Linked DNA regions of Capra hircus: region 1 is linked to region 2. Evidence: chromatin contacts called from public Hi-C data. All regions are on one chromosome and are shown on one strand. Each heading gives the region's core, a stretch centred on a gene start, on an enhancer-like site or on the middle of the called end of the contact. The rest is flanking DNA. Distances are from core to core; before and after follow the strand shown. Region 1 overlaps CFAP45 (cilia- and flagella-associated protein 45). Region 2 has its middle 9.9 kb from the start of FCRL6.

Region 1 (5,882 bases), core at 2,068-4,567, 110 kb after region 2:
TGGCCTCGAGTTCTTCTCTAGTCAGGACGTGGGATGCCCATTTGATCCGCTCAAACTCCTCAGGGCTCAGGATAAGGGATTGCCCGGAAGGGTCCTTGGTGGGAATGCTGACACAAAGAATGAATCAAATTAGGCAGGGGTGGCGGGGGGGGGGGGTGCTCCTAGCACTTCTCTGCAGGCTGCTCTGCTCTCTACCCCACCCTCATCACTGCCCATCCTGCCTCAGAGAATCGGGCAGGAGAGACAGCGGAACGGGTCCACTGGGGAGAAGCAGTCTCAGGCAAGGTAGAGTAGCATCACCGGCTAAAAAAGGAACATTTTAAGGACTTTGTCTAAAAGGTCCGGGTCACACGTTACCTCCTCTGCACCCGCCCCCATGTACCCATACGCATCCACCTCCTCCCCTCCACTGTCCCTGCCTGTGTTGCGGGCAACGTCTGTTTGCCTTCCTAGATCACAAGCTCCTGCGGGATTCAGGCTCTGCCGTAATCCCATAGGCAGCCCGGTCTCTGGCTCAGCACTGGGCACAGAGTGAGGACTCAAAATAAAGCTGCCGAATTGAACTTTTAAAACAGATGATTCCTCAAGAATGACATAAAAAGGGCAAGGGCACGCCAGACGAGGATGAAGTGGAGGCCAGTGAGGAACGAAACCATCCCTGTGCCTCCAGCCCAGAGGGAAGCTTTGAACCCTAAATATTAATTAAAATCAACAATAGCCAGAGACATGTCTACAGACTTTCCTAGCTGCCCAACGCATTCAACAAACCAATAGGTAATTATAATGATTACAAACAGATGACATACATTAGCGATGGAGCAGGGGAGTGGGCATAAAGCTGCTTCTGGGTGGGGCGTCTAACAGGCACATGGCAAACAGACGCAGATGGTCGGAGGCAGGAAGTGAAACCTCATCCCATAAAACTGGTTGAGGAGAGGTGTCCAGGAGGTGGACACATGAGTAAGTGGACTTGAGGCTTAGCCAAGACTTTGTTTTTCCCTGGGTGCTGTGGCCCCAAACAGCCTGGTATCTGGAGTGACTAGGAATGATGTGAATCTGAGACAGCGTCTCGTGTTGTTCTCAGAACCCTGACAAGTTACCCGAGACTTCGCCTCCAATGTGTTTTTAGGGCTGGACCAGTCCACGAAGGAGCCCTTGGGACTTCACTGGTCGTCCAGTGATTAAGAATCTGTTTGGCTTGGTAACAACCTAGAGGGGTGGGATGGGGACGGAGGTAAGAGGGATGTTTAAGTGGGAGAGGCCATGCGTAAACCCATGGCTGATTCATGTGCGTGTTTGGTAGAAACCAGTGCAATACTATAAAGCAATTATCCTTCAATTAACAATACATTAAAAAGAAAAGACTCTGCCTTGCAATGCAGGGGACACTGTTTCCTTCCCTGGCTGGGAACTATGACCCCACATTTGGCAGAGCGACTAAGCCTGCACACCGCAAGCACTGAGCCTGCGCATGCTGGAGCCTGACATCCCTCAGGACTCAAGGAAGATCCCATGTGCCCCTACTAACACCCGACTCAGCTAAGCACACAAATAAATAAATAAAGAGAAGGAGCCCTTTCTTGGGCCACAAGTGTGTCTGCAGGGCCACTACCACATCTGGCCCTTCAACGCCAGAGCTGACCAGACGGCGCTCTTGGACCTGTGGACCAGCCCTGCCTCCCCAGATCGCGAAATAGGATGCATTTTCTGGGAATGCAAGTGTGTCGTGAGTGGAGCCATAGTTGGAAGAACGGTTTAGAGAATGGAGCACCAGCAGAAGAGCTGAACCTCTGAGTGACAGGGTTGGCTCCCTTCATGTGACTGAGCTGGGCCTAACCCCGCAGGAGGGGCCCAAGCAAGGGGGCTGCTGCAGTCAGGAAGCTGTGCTGAGCTAATCCCAAAGGAACCCCAGAGCTTTGGGGAATTTCCTCTTCTGGCCTCAGAGCCTGGGAAGAAGCCCTGGGACTAATTAGGCATCTGGTCAGTTTTTCCTTTGCTTCAGATTCTTGATGAGGCCAGAAGGAAATGACTCATCTGGACACCTCCCCGACCCAGTGCACTATTCAGGGCTCAGAAGGGACCCCCTCCCCCAAGAACCTACCATCTACCAGCCCCACAGGACCCACAGTAGCCAGTAGCTGGGAATCGAGGGCAGTGGCGGTAATAGATACAAGGCGGGGAGAAGCAGGTCAAAATGGAGAAGAAACAGGAACCAAGGAACCAAAGGCAGGAAATGGATAGGAAAGAGGTGGGGTCCTCAGCGACAGGACGAGACCAGGTGGGCTCCCCCTCCCCCAACACATGTCCTCACAGAAGGGCTCCGTGCCCTGGGTACTCACATTAGCTCCCGGACCATGTCCCGGGTGATGAGCTGGATGCTCTCCGGCTTGTGGTCCAAGCCCAGCGCTGTGAGGGTTTTCCGAATGGCATGCTTGTCTCGGAGCAGCACGATGGGGCTGTCACTCCGGGTCAGGGGCTGGGGGGTCAGGAAGGGCAGCTTAGAAGCTGGTCACCCCACTTCTTGCTGGTTAGCAGAGGGTGGCATCTCCACCCCATCCAGCGTCAGGGGAAATCAGCTGGAGCCCAGACTGCAGGGGTACCCAGAGTAGCCAGGGCACTGAGCAAGCAGCGTGGCGGCCAGATGTGATCTGTAACAACCGGCTCTCTGAGAGCAAGGCTTCTCTATAATGCGTGCAGATACTCCCAGAGGGATTGGAGGCCCAGGGAGAGTTTTGCTAGTGTGTGTCCATTCCTAACCTGAAACCATCAGGAATGAAAATTTGGGGTATTTTGGTTCTTCTCCCTCCATCATTTACAAAAGAAAAACTAATTAGCTCTCTTGGACCACATTGAGGGTCTTTAGCATACAGTTCCTTAGGGACACATTCAATCTATGATATTTGTTATTTTCAATCTTTTCTAATTATTCATTTACTTTGATTCCCCCCCCCCCAAAAAAAGCCCTATGGGGGAAGTTAGAAATATGGCCTGGTGGATCTGCCCTTAAATCTAATATGATGAGGCAGTCAGTGAGTTAGAATTCAGCAAGGAAAACACAAATTAGATACATGAGTTTTTTCAACTTTCTGACCATGAAGGAGTTAGATAACAAGAAAACAAAATCATTTGTTTCAGGGAATTGTCCACAGAGGAGAGGACTTCATGTGTCATGAACACAGTGTCTGCGATCCTGAGTGCAGGCAGGGGCATGGCTTAGGTGGAGCCCTTCCTGTCTGGAGACCGGCACTGCGCACACCCGTTCCCGGGGTGCTGCTGCCGCCTGGCGCCCGTCTCTGCTTCCAAGTGGCTCAACTCAGTCAGGTCACAGGCCGCTTCTGCCCTCTGCTGCCGGCTGGGAGGCTTCCGAGACTCTGGTCCAACAATAAGCCCAGAAGTCTGAGCCAGGAATAGGCAGTGTGCCACCGCCCCCTTTGGCAAGCCAGCAGGACTAAGTCTGGAGAAGTGGGCCATTTCCAAACCTGTCTTCACTTTAGCTAGAAGAGTCCCCATGGACTCAAGACAAATAAACAACATGACTGTAAGTGAAAGTGAATTGCTTTGATTCTTTCCCTTGTCAATAGGAAACAGCTTCTAAAGGCAGAAAGATACCCATCTGGAACAATCTGGAAAGTCCTTTTTGATTCACAGTGAGAAGACTGAAGGGTAAGGGTAGACATCAAAAAAGATCCTGATGCTGGGAAAGATTGAGGGCAAGAGGAGGAGGCAACAGAGGATGAGATGGTTGGACGGCATCACTGACTCAATGGACATGAGTTTGAGCAAACGCCCGGAGATAGTAAAGGACTAAGAAGCCTGGTGTGCTGCAGTCTGTGGGGTCACAAAGAATTGGACATAACTTAGCAACTGAACTGCAACAAAGGAGAGACATCAACTCTTCTCTCCCTGGTCCACCTGCAGCTAGTGGTGTTCACGCCAGTGCTTAAACCACTACTGGTGTCTTTCTTCTTTTTCCCTTTCCTCTATTTTTTTCTCTCTTTTTCCCTCCCTTCCAGTTTTATTGGGACATAGTTGACCTACTGTTTCAGTTCAGTTCAGCCACTCAGCTGTGTCCAACTCTTTGTAACCCCATGAACCTCAGCATGCCAGGCCTCCCTGTCCATCACCAACTCCCGGAGTTTACTCAAACTTATGTCCATTGAGTCGGTGATGCCATCCAGCCATCTCATCCTCTGTCATCCCCTTCTCCTCCTGCCTTCAATCTTTCCCAGCACCAGGGTCTTTTCAAATGAGTCAACTCTTAGCATCAGGTGGCCAAAATATTGGAGTTTCAGCTTCAACATCAGTCCTTCCAACGAACACCCAGGACTGATTTCCTTTAGGATGGACTGGTTGGATCTCCTTGTAGTCCAAGGGACTCTGAAGAATCTTCTCCAACACCACAGCTCAAAGGCATCAATTCTTCAGTGCTCAGCTTTCTTTACAGTCCATCTCTCACATCCATACATGACCACTGGAAAAACCATAGCCTTGTCTTCATGACCCTACTGTTTAGGTTTAAGGTATAGTATAACTATTTGATTTTCCATCATGAAGTGATAATCACAGCAAGTTTAGAGAACAGCCGTCATCTCATATCGATACAAAATTGAAAAAAACAGACCAATTTTTCTGTGCTGAAAACTCTTAGGATTTACTCTCTTAACAGCTCCAATGTCCCTTTTCTTTCTCAGTCTCTCACCGCTCTTCTCTCCGCATCTCATTCTCTTGCTCTCCTCCCTTCCCACCTTCTGAATGTCACGTGTAACCAAGATCGCTCCAAGTAAGTCTCTGGCTCTCCTTCTCTAGCCATCAACCTCTTAGACTGGGTGATATTTGCAAATAAATATTTACTTGCTCGTTTTCCAAAGCAAAGTAACTGTTTTAGCTGAGCAGCTGGGAAAGAAGGATGATTTGTGTTCTACTCTGAGCTATTCTTGGATGGAGGGGGGATTATGTTGAACAACAATTATGCTGTTCTATATCTGCAAGCCTGGGCCACCGACACTCAAACGTTTCCATCACAGGGCGTTCGCTGAGCAAGGCAGACACTGAGGGTTCAGCAGTTGAGCCTCCGTTCAGCATTATAACACATCTTCAAATGCTGCACAGATGTAAAGATCTCAAGGGTGGAGGAAACCAGGTAGCCTGTTTACATGAGCCCCACAAAGTGTCTGAGCTTGTCCACTAGAGCCTCAGAAACCCCCAATTCCTTCAGTCTGAGAGTTCCCTGGGAGAGGGGGTGACCTGTCCAGAGCTAGCTTTGTCCTGAGCAACACTAGCCAGTTCAGGTCACTGCCTCCAGGTGACAGCTCCCTGGAGGGACTGAGTGACCATTACCTTGACAGCTCCAAAAAGGCTCTCATCCACCTCGGAGCTCAGGGCTTTGGTCCGATAGCGAGGCCTACTCCTTGACCTGTTGGAAGCAGTAGAGGCGGAGCTCAGCACGCCAGCTGTGCTTAATGGCTGCAAGGAGAGGCAGAAATTTGGGCTCATCAGTACCGACCGCCATCTGCACCCAGGGCAAGGCAGATGCTTCGCCAGCCCGTGCTGAGGGAAGGTTGGGTGGGTGTTTGGGAAAGCACCTGGGTAAATCCTGAAACACAGGAGACGCCCTACAGGAGCAGTGGCTTCCCTGGACACCAGCCCAGCAAGGAGGAGGACTTCTGAGGTTTCTGAGCTGAAGAAGTCCAAGCCCTTGCGCAGCAGGGAAGGAAGGAGGGCAGGAGGATGATGCAGTGTCAGCCCAGTTCTCGCTTCCCGCGAGCAGTCTCTTGCGAGGCCACATGGGCTCTCCTCTCCAGAAATGCACAGTGCCGTCACCTCCAACCTCGTCATCTGAACACCAAGCCCCCTTCACAGCTGATGCTACCATCTGACCTCCT
Region 2 (5,690 bases), core at 1,837-4,336:
AATCACAGCCTGCAGAGAATACAGGCGCGTGGGACAGAGTCCAGGAGAAGCCAGGCGGGGGCTCCAGTGATGCCCTCTGGGGGGGTACTGCGCTCTCCCAGCGGCAATGCGTGACGACACATAAATATTGCCAACCAGGGCGGTTCACCCGGGCCACGGTGTCCAGGGCTTTTGTTGGGGGTCATTTGAGTATCATATCGGCAGCATTTGCACAACTGATTAAGCCGCTCAAATTGATATTGAAGGCCCCAAAAGTCCGCAGGGTCTAAAAATAGGCACTCACCATGTCACTTTGTTAGCATAGACTCTCTGGCCCGGCCCAAGGTCTCAGGTGTACAGAGGTGCTCTTTCCAGGCAGGATATTCCAAGAGTTCAGAGGTCATTTTACAGGAGCTGATCCAGAGGCAGTCCTGAAGACTTTTGGAATGTATAAGGTTGAGGCAACCCACGCCAGCTGAATTACCCTTTTTTCTGCATGTTGCCAGATGCTTTATGCTCTCTGCATGACAGTCTGGGCACATGCTATTCCCTTTGCCTGAGATGATTCGTTCCCCAGCTCTGCCTAGCTCCCAACTTCTACCCCCACTGTGGGTCTCCGTTTAACACCATTTCCTGGGAAATGGCATCCAACCACCCCCACATACACTCACACATATTCCCAGAGCATCTGTTCTACCTTGTGGCCCTTTGCTTACCTATAATGATTCACTCAGTTGTTCGACTTCTCTCTTTCCTACAAGAGTCTCAGGACCATGCCCAAAACCCATTCAGCGGGATGCCTGGCACCTGGGTGCTCAGTAAGCATGTGGTGACTGGTTAATTGACATGCCCCCACCCGCCTGGGTATCTGCACACAGATCCAGGAATGGAAAGAATATAATAAATTTAGGGGAATGTATAATCTACTGGGGAATACATGACGGATACACCCCTAAGTGTGCTTGCAAAGATGATTACCTGTAATTAGAAAAGATGCAATGTATAAACACTTAGTGATTAAAGAGATAAGAGGAATGTGTCTGGTAAAATTCACGAAGCTGAACCTTCAGTGAGATGTGGAGGGTGTGGTCAGATAGCGTAGGGGGATATACAAATGTTGGATGTTATTAAAAATTCAAATTTTATGTATCAGGTAATGAGTCCACACATGGGGGCTTAGAGAAAGAGATGGACAAGATGAGTGGGTGACAGAGAGGGAGAGGGAAAGGTGTAGGGTTACTTGGCAGAGATGAGGCAAAACCTCCTCCAGTAGCAGCAAACACATGGTTAAACTAAGACAGTAAAAGTGAAAGGGCAACAGAACCTCCCAGCCAAGGGGTAGGATCATACCTGGTCCACAGGGCGAAATCCCCACGGCTTCTGAGCAGAGGACAGGCCACTAGGTTACACAGTGACAGAATGGCCCCACAACTTGGCAGCGGGACAGTTCTCTGTGATTTCACACCGCCAGTGACAGACAAGGTCTCATAGCAGCTGATTTTTAACACTTCTCAGAAGAGAAAAGTAAGAACCTTTCCCTGCTTGCTGGAAGTTAATGACTTTAATGCTTTGCAAAAGAAAGAAGAAGGGTTGTTTAAGTCAGAGTGCTCACCCTCTGAGTTTGCAGGTTATCATTTTTTAATGATTTCCAAACGGGAAAGGATCTCAAGTGTGTGTCATCCTACATGCTAGAAAAGTGGGCCTTTCCGATGGCAGCGGGTACTGGCTCCTGCACACCCACTGCTCTGGCGGATCCACTGGAGTCTCATTTCGCATCTTGAGCTATTGGCCCGATTCACAGGCCCACGGGAAAGGTGACCCCTGGGGCTGCATTCAGCCCAGCACCTGGCATTTCTCTCCCTGCTGTCCCAAAGCCAAGGGGTGCCCTCTGAGTTCATCCTTCTGCCTCAGTTGCACCCTGCTCTCCAGCCCTCTCTCCCATTACACCCATCAGCTTAACTTTGAACTTGCCTTCTCTTCTCCCAACAGTGGTCAATTTGTCAAATACAGAGGAGCCAAACAGACCAGATGGCACATTCTCCTGTAAGTAAAGGACATGCTGTGTGCCAAGGAGTGGCAGTGCCAGGGACACCAAAGACAGCTCCCACCACAGGAACATGCAGGATCTCAGACGCATGGAAACTGCTACGAACGCCAGACCACCCTGGGTCCCAGGGCTGTCCTGGCTGGCACTCGTCAGCTGGAAACCCAAACAATAGTAAACCTTGGAGAGTAACATGCCGAGTTCACCTGAAAATCCAGCCTCTTCACTTTTATATGTATATTCTAGGCAAAGTCTGCATGTGGGTCACCTAGAAACATGTATGAGGCTATTCATTTATTCATTCACTCAATGCAAATTTATCAAGTAACTTCCATGTACCAGACACACTTGTAAGGGGCTCAAAAGTAAACATGAACAAAACACAAACATCTTCACCCTCCTGAAGTGTGCATGCAGCATTGTTTAAATACGCAAAAGCTGAAAACAATATAAAAAATACATTGCTAGGAGAATAGATAAACACTGAATGAGCTAGATATATCTTAGAAACAATGTGTGCATAGGAAATAAAGCTGCAGGAGTATTCGGTACAGAATACCACTTGTGTATATAAAAAATAAATAATACTATACATTGTTTATGGATACATACATGTTATGCAAATGTATCGTTTGGATACTCGCCAAACTCAGGATCTTAACCTCCTCCCGAAGGCAAAGAGGTGAAAGAACAGGAAGAGAATTCCAAGTGTAACTGGAATGTTTTGTGTCTTAAAAAGAAAACATCTGAAGCAAACACAGAGGTTAACATGTTAGCATTGTATATTCGGATATTAAGCATACAGATGTTTCTTTTAGGAACCTAGGTTCTTGTTTGGTTTTAGTTCAAGACGGAGAAGTTTTTGTTTCGTACTGCTTTCAAATTTTAGAAAAGATTTGGAAGAGAGGAGGATTAAGACGACATCTCCCAGCGACCCAGGGGCTGGAGCTTGCCCTAAACGTGTCCCTGAGATACCGCCTTCAGCAATGACTGCTGGCCCGGCGGACCACGAACTATTAATAGCAGGGAGAAAAGCGGCGTCCGGCAGCTGCGGCGCGGCCGCCACGAATTACAGGGAGCTGCACGGCGCCCCCTGGAGGCCTGACCGAGCTCGGCAGCTCGGTAGTGAGAATAAGGAGCTCGGGAAACGTCCCGGCTGCGGTGGGAGTGGAGACTGTTCAACCCCTTTGAAGAGCAATCCGGCACTACCTAGCAAAGTTGCAGAAATTACTCAGAAATTCCGATTTTAAGGCTTTTACCTTAGAGAAACTCTCAAGTATGTGTACAAGGAGATGTGTTCAGATGTTCTTTGCAGCCTTGTATATAATGGCCAAAAATTGAAAATGGCACTATAATTGATCATTAGGAGAATAAATCAAGTTGGACATTTGTATCCAATGAAATACTGTGCCTTCGTAGAAATAACAGCCAGAACCACCTGTTTCAGTATAGATCCCTCTCAGAAACCATGCTGAAGAACTGGGTGAGTTGCAGAATCTTCCCACAATAAAACCCTCCCACAATATCTGCAAACTAAATATTGTTGATGGATACAAAGGCATGTAAGGAAAGTAAAATAAAAAAAAAAAAGACGGGGGTAGGGGGATGATGAATACCAAATTCAGAAGTTACTTCTGGGAAAGAAGAGAGACAAGAATTAGGAAGGAGTCCAGGGGCAAGATGTCTTCAGCTAATTCCATACTACTTTATTCCATTAAGAAAGACAAAAATCTGAAGCAAATAAGACAGCATTTTAAATAGAGCTGGGTGGTGAGTATTCAGATGCTTCTTACTTTATCTATAACACTTTCCTTAATTTTATATCATTACACTCTATGGAGGGGGGAAGAAGAGGTGAGGGCAGGGGCAGAGGCTCAGAGGCAAAAGAAGCAGCAGATGAAAGCTGTGAGGAGGAAAGCTCTGAGGTAGTTCACAGACCTGAAGGATGATCCACAGCAAAGGAAGAGAAGCAGCTGGCTTCACATGAGGCTAGAAAGCCGAGGCTCCCCCTTCTGGGCTTTACAAAACAGGGTATGTTTCATTCTGGTGCAAGTCAGGGAGTGTTTACAGTGGATCTGTTTATATTCCGTGTTAAGTCAGGTCTTTCTTCTCTGTGAAAAGCATGGGAGGGCAAGAGCAGAGGCGTGGAAAAGAAATAAAGAGGCTTTCCCAGTGATGGAGGCAAAAGATATCAGGAACTCCATTATAGGTAGCAGTAAAGATGGAGAGAATGAGGTGGATTTGAGACATATTTTGGAGAGGAACCTATAGAACTAGATAATAGAATAGCAGTAAGAAATGGCTCTGAAGTTTCTGAGTGGTGATGCTTACTGAGATGAGAAAACATGGGGAAGAGGGTGGGAACAGTGGAAGGGTAATTTGTTCCCAGCAAGAAGAGGGACAAAGTGTTTTCTTTTGGATATGCAAAGTTTGAAATATTTGTGAACCACCCCAGTGGAGGAGGAGAACCAACAGTTGTATATTCAGGGTCAGAGTCCACCAGAGAGATCGGGTCAGGTCAGGATATGTAAATTTGGGGTTGCCTTACACTATTTAATGCTGTGGGGCCAGGGAAACAGCATAAACAGAGAAGAGATGGGAAGGGAGGGGATCCCAGGATTGAGCTCTGAGAACCCCTACATTCAATGTCAGGAAGAAAAGGGTCCAGTAAACAGACTAAGAAGGATTAGCGAGAGAAGTAGGAGACGGTCAGACGAGGGGGAGGTGATGGATGTCGAGAGTGTTTCAGGAGAGAAGCAGCCCGACTTTTGGAAATGCTGCTGAGGAGCCAGGCGATCAGGGGGCAGGTCCTTGAGGCTGGACACAGAGGAGCCATCGTGAGTGACAGAAGTGGGTCAGTGGTATGGTGGGGGCTGAAGTCAGATCATCCAAGAGTGAGAACTGGGGAGGGGTTGCAGAAGAGGAGACAGGGTTTGTGGGCGACTCCTCTGAGAAACTGGCAGTAAAGGGAGGAGAAGCATGGGGGGAGGCTGAAAGGGATGAGGAAGGCAGAGGGCAAGGTTCGTTTGGTTTGGGATGGTACTTGTGCACAACTACAGGCGGACGAAAGGAACCCAGTGGAGAGAGAAACTGGTGCAGCAGGAGACGGATGAGAGTGAAACCCAAGGTGCACAGTGAATGCAGCTGAGCCGGGACCGAACTCCGGTCTGTCTGACTCAAACCCTGTGCCCAGGACCCGAACTCTGGTCTGTCTGACTCAAACCCCGTGCTCGTTTCCAGATACCTCGTTGCCACTTTTTAGTTTTTATTTGCTCACGGGCGTCCAACTCCAGGGCCCAGTGCACCCAATCCTCTACCACCACCTTCTCTAAATACACACGTCTACCGTCTTCCCATTATTCAGGGAACAGGAGGAGAAAATAAGAAAACTGAAGAAAATGAAATCTGACCTATTTTATGCATTCTGTAGAAATGCGTGATATAGATTATGTTTGACAATGGTAAACAAAAAAAACTCAAAAAATCCAATTTATTGCTTTAATTGATATGCTTTTCTTCCTTAGTCTCCAGGGAAGAATGTGTCTCCATCCATTTCCAGTTGCGTCTATGAAACCATTCCCTAATTTCTAAGGCTACTTTTGGTGACCACAGGCTTCTAGGCTGCCCTATCCGAAGCACAACTGAAAAAAACATTAACATACTATTT

Evidence for each region. A called contact is a pair of places that touch in the nucleus more often than the background predicts.
Region 1: a Hi-C map of blood shows a contact between it and region 2, with 4 times the contacts expected there. The contact joins two enhancer-like sites. A contact is called at or near these places in 2 of 5 Hi-C or Micro-C datasets (blood and liver).

Annotation. Positions count from the first base shown.
Region 1 is chr3:110,130,589-110,136,470 of ARS1.2, forward strand. It overlaps CFAP45 (cilia- and flagella-associated protein 45), which reads right to left. Exons shown (of 12, transcript XM_018046356.1): 2 at 5,338-5,463; 3 at 2,340-2,476; 4 at 1-107. Among named protein-coding and RNA genes, the nearest start is that of CFAP45, 20 kb to the right of the region's middle. Within about 2 kb of position 3,318, at least 3 of the 5 cell types and tissues checked have an H3K27ac peak or open chromatin away from gene starts, as enhancers often do.
Region 2 is chr3:110,019,970-110,025,659 of ARS1.2, forward strand. No RefSeq gene overlaps it. Among named protein-coding and RNA genes, the nearest start is that of FCRL6, 9.9 kb to the right of the region's middle. Within about 2 kb of position 3,087, at least 2 of the 5 cell types and tissues checked have an H3K27ac peak or open chromatin away from gene starts, as enhancers often do.